2 separate regions of the Sus scrofa genome follow, and region 2 is linked to region 1. The links are chromatin contacts, called in public HiChIP or PLAC-seq maps. All regions are on one chromosome and are shown on one strand. The core of a region is the stretch at or near the end of the contact, and the rest is flanking DNA. Distances in the headings are between cores, read along the strand shown. Region 1 holds the start of CHST2 (carbohydrate sulfotransferase 2). Region 2 overlaps SLC9A9 (sodium/hydrogen exchanger 9).

Region 1 (3,040 bases), core at 312-2,811:
AACTTGTCAATATCCCTTTAGTTTTTTGGGGAAAGGACAGAGGAAAGAAGGGACAGGGCTAGAGAAAGCTCAGAAAGTGATGTGGGTGGGTCCAGAAATGGAGAGATGGTAAATCATTAAATTATCACCTTAGTTTGTAAATAGGGATTAAAAACGTCTGTCTGTCCTGACGCTACTTGAGCAAGCTGCATATAAAATTCCACCTCTACTCTTCTCCTTCTATTTGCATAAAATCTGTCCTAGAACCATCTCACTCTTACATTCTATCAGAACCATGGCGGTGGGGATGTGTGTGGAAATCTGAATTTTACCTACAGCATTATGCATTTTTCTGGCGAACAAGGCCAAGTCAAGGTTTTGAAACATTTTCTACCCGGAAGACTCATATGAATTAAGTCACTTTCTAAGAGTCCTAGCACTCCGAAGATTCTGTTAAGACTCACTGAAGAGTAGTAACGGCGCAAACAATAACATTTTAAATTTAGAAGGACATTCTGGCTGAGAGAGGCTGGCCCATATAGTACAAAGATAAATCTGCAGTAACTTTGTCAACTTCTAAAAACTCTTTTGGGACAGGAGGCAACAAAAACGCCTTACCAAAGGCCGATGAGCTTCAGGACCGGTAGCGATTCGTAGCTCTTCAGCCAAGGGCTCAAGTAAGGTTTAATTACCTGGGTATCTAACTCCTCTCACCGTTCAATTACTACTGTAGACGCTTATAACTGTCTTCATTTCGGGGATGAATTTTAAGCTACGGCTTAGCCTCTTCTGATGAAGGGGGGATGAGAAGAGAGAGAGGGGCGAGGGGGGAGGGACGGAGAGAGAGCGAGAAAGGGAGAGGCAGGGAGAAGAGAGAGGAAGAGAAAGCTGTTCCTTATTAAAAAAAAAGGCGGGGGGGTAATACTTAAACCAACTAAACACGATCTACTAAATATGATCCGACAACGGCGTTTCCTTTAAGGTCAAATCGCTTGATCTCATTTCTAAAACCAAAAAGCAAGACATGTATTTTACGGTAAATTAGAACAGAGTCACCCCTGATGCCCCATCACCCCAGTTCGTTCCCGAGGACATCAGTCACAGCGAACGCATCATCACGAGATGAGATGGGGAGAGCGTCTGCTGGGGGCGTAATAAGACCGAACAGGCTCTCTCCATAGGTGGAGTAAAGCGAGAAGAAGCCCCGCCGGCACACTCCTCCGGAAAACTGAAGCATCTTCTTTAACCTCGGGGTCAGAAAGATTTATTACTTCCTCGGTGAGCGAGAAGCCTCAGGCTAGTTGGAACTGACGAGCGGGGAGTGGGAACCTGAGAGCGACGCTCGGCGTTACCAGAGCTCTCCGGGGCGCGGGTGCGTCCTCAGTTCCCGGAGGGGCCCAGCCGTGCCGACCCGGGGGAAGAGCGGCGTGGGAGGCCGCTGCGGGATTTGTCCAAACTTTATCACCAACTCTTTCCGAGAGCAAAAACGGACGATTGAGCCCGGCAGCGGCGAGCAGAATCCAAGTTTCTCAGAGGTCGGGGCGCCGGAGCGCTCTTAACCCCCGAGTCAGCGCCCTGGCGCTCAGCACACGGACTGCTACGGCCTCCACCGCGCGGATGGCGGCCGGAGCGACGCCGCTATAAATTGGTCCCCGCATCTCCAACCCCCAAGGCGTCGGCGGCGGGAGCCGGGCGCTGAGTCGGGGGCGGGCGCGGGACGCGCGGAGGAGGAGCGCAGCGCGGTGAAAGGGGAGGAGTCCCAAGGATAGACGGTGGCGCGCACCAACCCGGCGCCTGCTGGCAGGAGCCGTGCAGAGGCTGGCCCGAGCGCGTTGCAGCCGCTCGGCGTAGGGAGAGTCGGGTAGCAGCATCCTCCCAGGCGCCGCTTTCGCGCGGCGGTGGCAGCGGCTGCGGCTGGGGCTTTCTCAGTCCGGATTTCTCGTTGGCCCGAAGAGGCTGGTGCCGGGGGGCGGGGCGGGCAAGGGAGCTGCGGACCCCAGCTCTTTTGCTTAGAGCTGTGTGTAGGGGATTTCTGGGCCAGTCGGAGGCTGCGGAGCGGCGGGGGCGCCGGCAATGCCCGCTCGGGCATCCTCTGGGTGATGGAAGAAGCAGCTGCTGCCGCCGCCGCTGCAGGGTCGCACTGCGCCCCATCTACAGCCTTCCGAGAGATGGGAAGATTCGGGGCGCAGAGGCCGAGAGCGAGAGAGGCGGAGCCGCTTTGCCTGGAGCTGGGTCCGGTTTAAGCCCCCTCCCCCCAACTTCCCCCGGCCAGCTTCACCCCCCCGCCCCGAGCGAGGAAGGAAGCTACTGTCCCGAGAGGGCGGCGGCGACGCCGCTGGAGCCGGTCGCAGTGGGCTTAGCGGAGGGCAGAGCAGGGCTCCAGGCCCGTTGAAAGTTTCCCTTCCCCAGCCTCAGGGCGCCTGCTGCCAGGAAACTCTGCCCAGGGCTTGGGCTGCGGATTCCCGCGACCCCCTCGGAGGCAGGGGACCCCGAGCGGAAAACAGCGCTTGAGAAATCGAGGAACGAGTGACAGCAGGACAGACAGCCGGGCCGTGATCCCGGGCCGCTCCGGGGCGCGCCTGCGGCTCCAGGTGAGCTGGGGAGCCAGGCAGACCCGAGGGTGGGCGTTACTTAGGAGGAGGTGGAGGCTGGGGAGGAGGATTGGGGAGCATCGACTTACTCCGCTTCCCCTCGTAGGTCCTTCTCGGAGCCGCTGCCATGGGAGAACCAACCCTAGGCGCCGGGGACCAGCCGCCGCTGCTGCCGTGCCCACCTCGGAGCCGCGGCCCAAGTCCCCGCGTCCGAAGCCGGGCCGCTGCGTCCCCCTCCCGGGTTGCAGGGCCGCCTCCGCCGCGCTGCCGGCCTGGGCTGTGCCTGTGATGAGCCGCAGCCCGCCGCGAGCCCTTCCCGCGGGCGCGCCCCCCCGGTTGCTCCCGGCCGCGCCTGCCGCCGGGCCGCGCGCCCTGCTCCCACCGTGGCCCCGGCGCCCGGGTCGCCGCTGGCCCGCGTCCCCGCTCGGAATGAAGGTGTTCCGCAGGAAGGCACTGGTGCTGTGCGCGGG
Region 2 (2,878 bases), core at 98-2,597, 190 kb after region 1:
GGTATGGTCAGCTGAGGCTTCAAAACACTCCAGCTGCACGTCTCCAAAATTGTTCTGATTTGCTAATGAATCTGGACTTTTATGCAAAAAATGTATACGTTGTGAGTCTTGAAAACCTGGCCCATTTAAACTATAGTTTTCTTTCTCTCTCAAGGGTACCAGTTGCTTTCTGTTCTAGTCAAACAAAGTTTAGGCTTAACACACCCCAGAGATTCAGCGAAATCAGCAAGAGGGCGGAAATGGTTTTTTAAAAAGCTGTGGTTTCACAGGCTTGGCAGGGTCAGTCTTTTTCTTGACGCTGCCCCACCACTGCACGCCCCAATGGAAATGTCCCACGACTTTCCAATGGTCCACTTGGTCCCAAGCCCACACTTCTTCTGGATGATTGCCTAACACTTCAGCGTATAAAACGGGCTCATACAGCTTTGTTTCCTTAGCACTTAGCACACTGCCCAGAACGTAGTAGGTGCTTAAGAGAGCCAGTCCAACAAATGAAGAGGCAGAAAGAAGTAACATCAGCAGCACAGAGGAGCCAACATTTTCCAGAAGGGAAACAATACTGAAGGGAAAAAGTAGATAAAAATAAAGTGTTGATGCCAATAAATATTGAAAGGATATCAAGTGAAAGGCTGAAAAAACCAATAAGGAGATGCAGAAAAAGCCAGAAGACCTGAGTGAGGTTTGTGTGGGTCAGGAAGGAGGAGAGGGCCCCTGAAACAGCCATAAAAAAAGGGGAACATGACCAGAGAGAAAGACTAAAGCAGTGACTGATGAGGGACTGAGGGAAGTTGAAAATGGAGGAAGGGAGTAAAGGCAGGAAGAAGGAGGTGGGGAGAGGGAGAGTTGTCATGGGGACAGACCCACCCAGGGGCCTGGACAATAGGTCCCCTGGCTGAGGACAGACAGGAGTGGTTCAGGTCTGAATGAGGCAGAATTGGAGGGAAAAGCCAAAACGATGCAAGTGAAGTGGGTCACTGTCAGGGTTCATCCTGTTTTCTGGAGTTGGATATTTTTAAATTACATAATCCTCTTTGTTCTCCGTTATCCTCTCAGTCCCTCCCACCTTACAAATCCACCTTAGTTAAGCCCCAGACAGCCACTACCAAGACCACGACTCCTGGCAGCACTCCCTGCCCTCCCTTTCCAGCCGCCACATCCTGCCCCTCCCCCTCCCAGCAGAGCCTCTACTCCAGCTCCAGGCATTTCCCCTCCTGACTCCCAGGCATTTCCGCCAGTGACACATGGACTCTTAAGCTGACTTCCTGTCCCCACAGACCCTTCTTCCTCCAGGGCCACTGCCAGCCTATCTGCAGCCTTTGTGCAAGTTGGAAAAGGGAGCCCATGGGGTCTTGGGCAGATGACTTAGAGCAAAGTGCAGGTAGACTAAAGCAAGACTTGTGTCTCAGAGCCAGAGATTCTACAGAGAAGCCCGTGTGTGGTGTGGGAGGGCTGTGTGTAGAGAGGTGTTTGGGAAAAGCTGCTCATCGAAAGTGATATTTGAATTGAGATTTCAATGATGAGCAAATGTTTTCCCTGTTCCAGGTGGTTTTGGGGTGGGTGGGGGAAGGTGGAATAAGGGGAGAGAATGGCTTTGGCACAGGAATCGTGTGTGCAAAGGAGCAGAGGTGGGAAACAGTATGACTGTCAGTGTTGCTGGAGCGTTTGTGTGAAAAGCGGTTAAGAGGCAGCCCAGTGGTGGCAATGAGGTTAGAGCAAGTAGGAAGGACCAGGTCATGAAGGAACATGAATGTCAGGCTCAGAACCAGATGTCACTTTACAGGAAAGAAAGAGTGTCTGGTTTTAATCTCAGGTGAGATGTGAGATTTGCATACCTTACTTTGAAAAGATATTGTCATTGGTTTTTTATTTGTTATTATTTTTTATTTTTATTTATTTTTTGCTTTTTAGGGCCGCACCCACAGCATATGGAGGTTCACAGGCTAGGGGTCTAATCGGAGCTATAGCTGCTGACCTATGCCACGGCCATTGCAACACCAGATCCGAACCACGTCTGTGACCTACACCACAGCTCACAACAATGCCAGATCCTTAACCCACTGAGGAAGGCCAGGGATCGAACCTGCAACCTTGTGGTACCTAGTCGGATTCATTTCCACTGCGCCACCACAGTAAATCCTGTTACTGGTTTTTTATATATGAGCAAACTCAGCCTCAAAGGGGTATTTATAAATGACCTGCTCCATGCCTCACAGTTAATGGCAGAACCAGTTTTCGACCCCATTTTTTGTTGTGCTAAACCTGGAAGTCCGAGTGACCTCTGAAATTTCCCTTACAGAACTTGCTATACCCATCTCACCTCCCTCAAAAGTCAAAAAAGACTAGATTCAGGCCAGTTCAGATAATGCCCCTTGGGCCCCTAAAGAGGTACTTTTAAAAATCTAGCTGCTTCATTTCTTAACAGAAAGACTATTCATACAGGGTTCGTCTTTAGAGAGCCAAACCAAAAATACTCCACTGGGCATTTATTGGCACTGATTTCCAGAAAATATTTATATCGTCAGCTGAAAGAGGGAAAGAGGGCAATTGGGAGAAAGGGGACTTAGAAGTCCCTTAGTTCTTTGTGGGAAGACAGCAACTATGGTCGATTCTTAGTGGCCACTGGAACGGTGGCCACTGGTTTTGGCTTGTGACTTCAACATAAATTCATAAATTCATGAAAACAAAAGGGAATGTCTTCAGTGTTTTTTTCCTTTTGTTGCCTCCTGTGCACAGGTGGATTTCTATCAAGCACAGGCCAGAGAGGAGAGAGATGAGAAAGAGCCTTGAAAATCCAATTTCTGAGTCACTGGTGGCTGAGCCATCCAGGAAACACCCACCTTAACAGTCATGCCTGGGAAGTGCCTTCATTACCTCCAGT

The links. HiChIP or PLAC-seq counts read pairs in DNA pulled down with a chosen protein or histone mark.
Region 2: an H3K27ac HiChIP or PLAC-seq map of alveolar macrophages shows a contact between it and region 1. The contact joins the enhancer-like site here to the promoter of CHST2 in region 1. A contact is called at or near these places in 4 of 47 Hi-C or Micro-C datasets (blood, embryonic fibroblasts, heart right ventricle and 1 more) and 2 of 2 datasets of contacts at active chromatin or transcription factors (alveolar macrophages and skeletal muscle).

What each region holds. Positions count from the first base shown.
Region 1 is chr13:83,817,091-83,820,130 of Sscrofa11.1, forward strand. CHST2 (carbohydrate sulfotransferase 2) reads left to right here and starts at 1,562. Exons shown (of 2, transcript XM_003358597.4): 1 at 1,562-2,570; 2 at 2,677-3,040. The coding sequence starts at 2,859.
Region 2 is chr13:84,002,419-84,005,296 of Sscrofa11.1, forward strand. All of the region lies in intron 17 of SLC9A9 (sodium/hydrogen exchanger 9), which reads right to left. Among named protein-coding and RNA genes, the nearest start is that of CHST2, 190 kb to the left of the region's middle. Within about 2 kb of position 1,348, at least 15 of the 83 cell types and tissues checked have an H3K27ac peak or open chromatin away from gene starts, as enhancers often do. A contact at or near this core is called in alveolar macrophages, where this site is marked.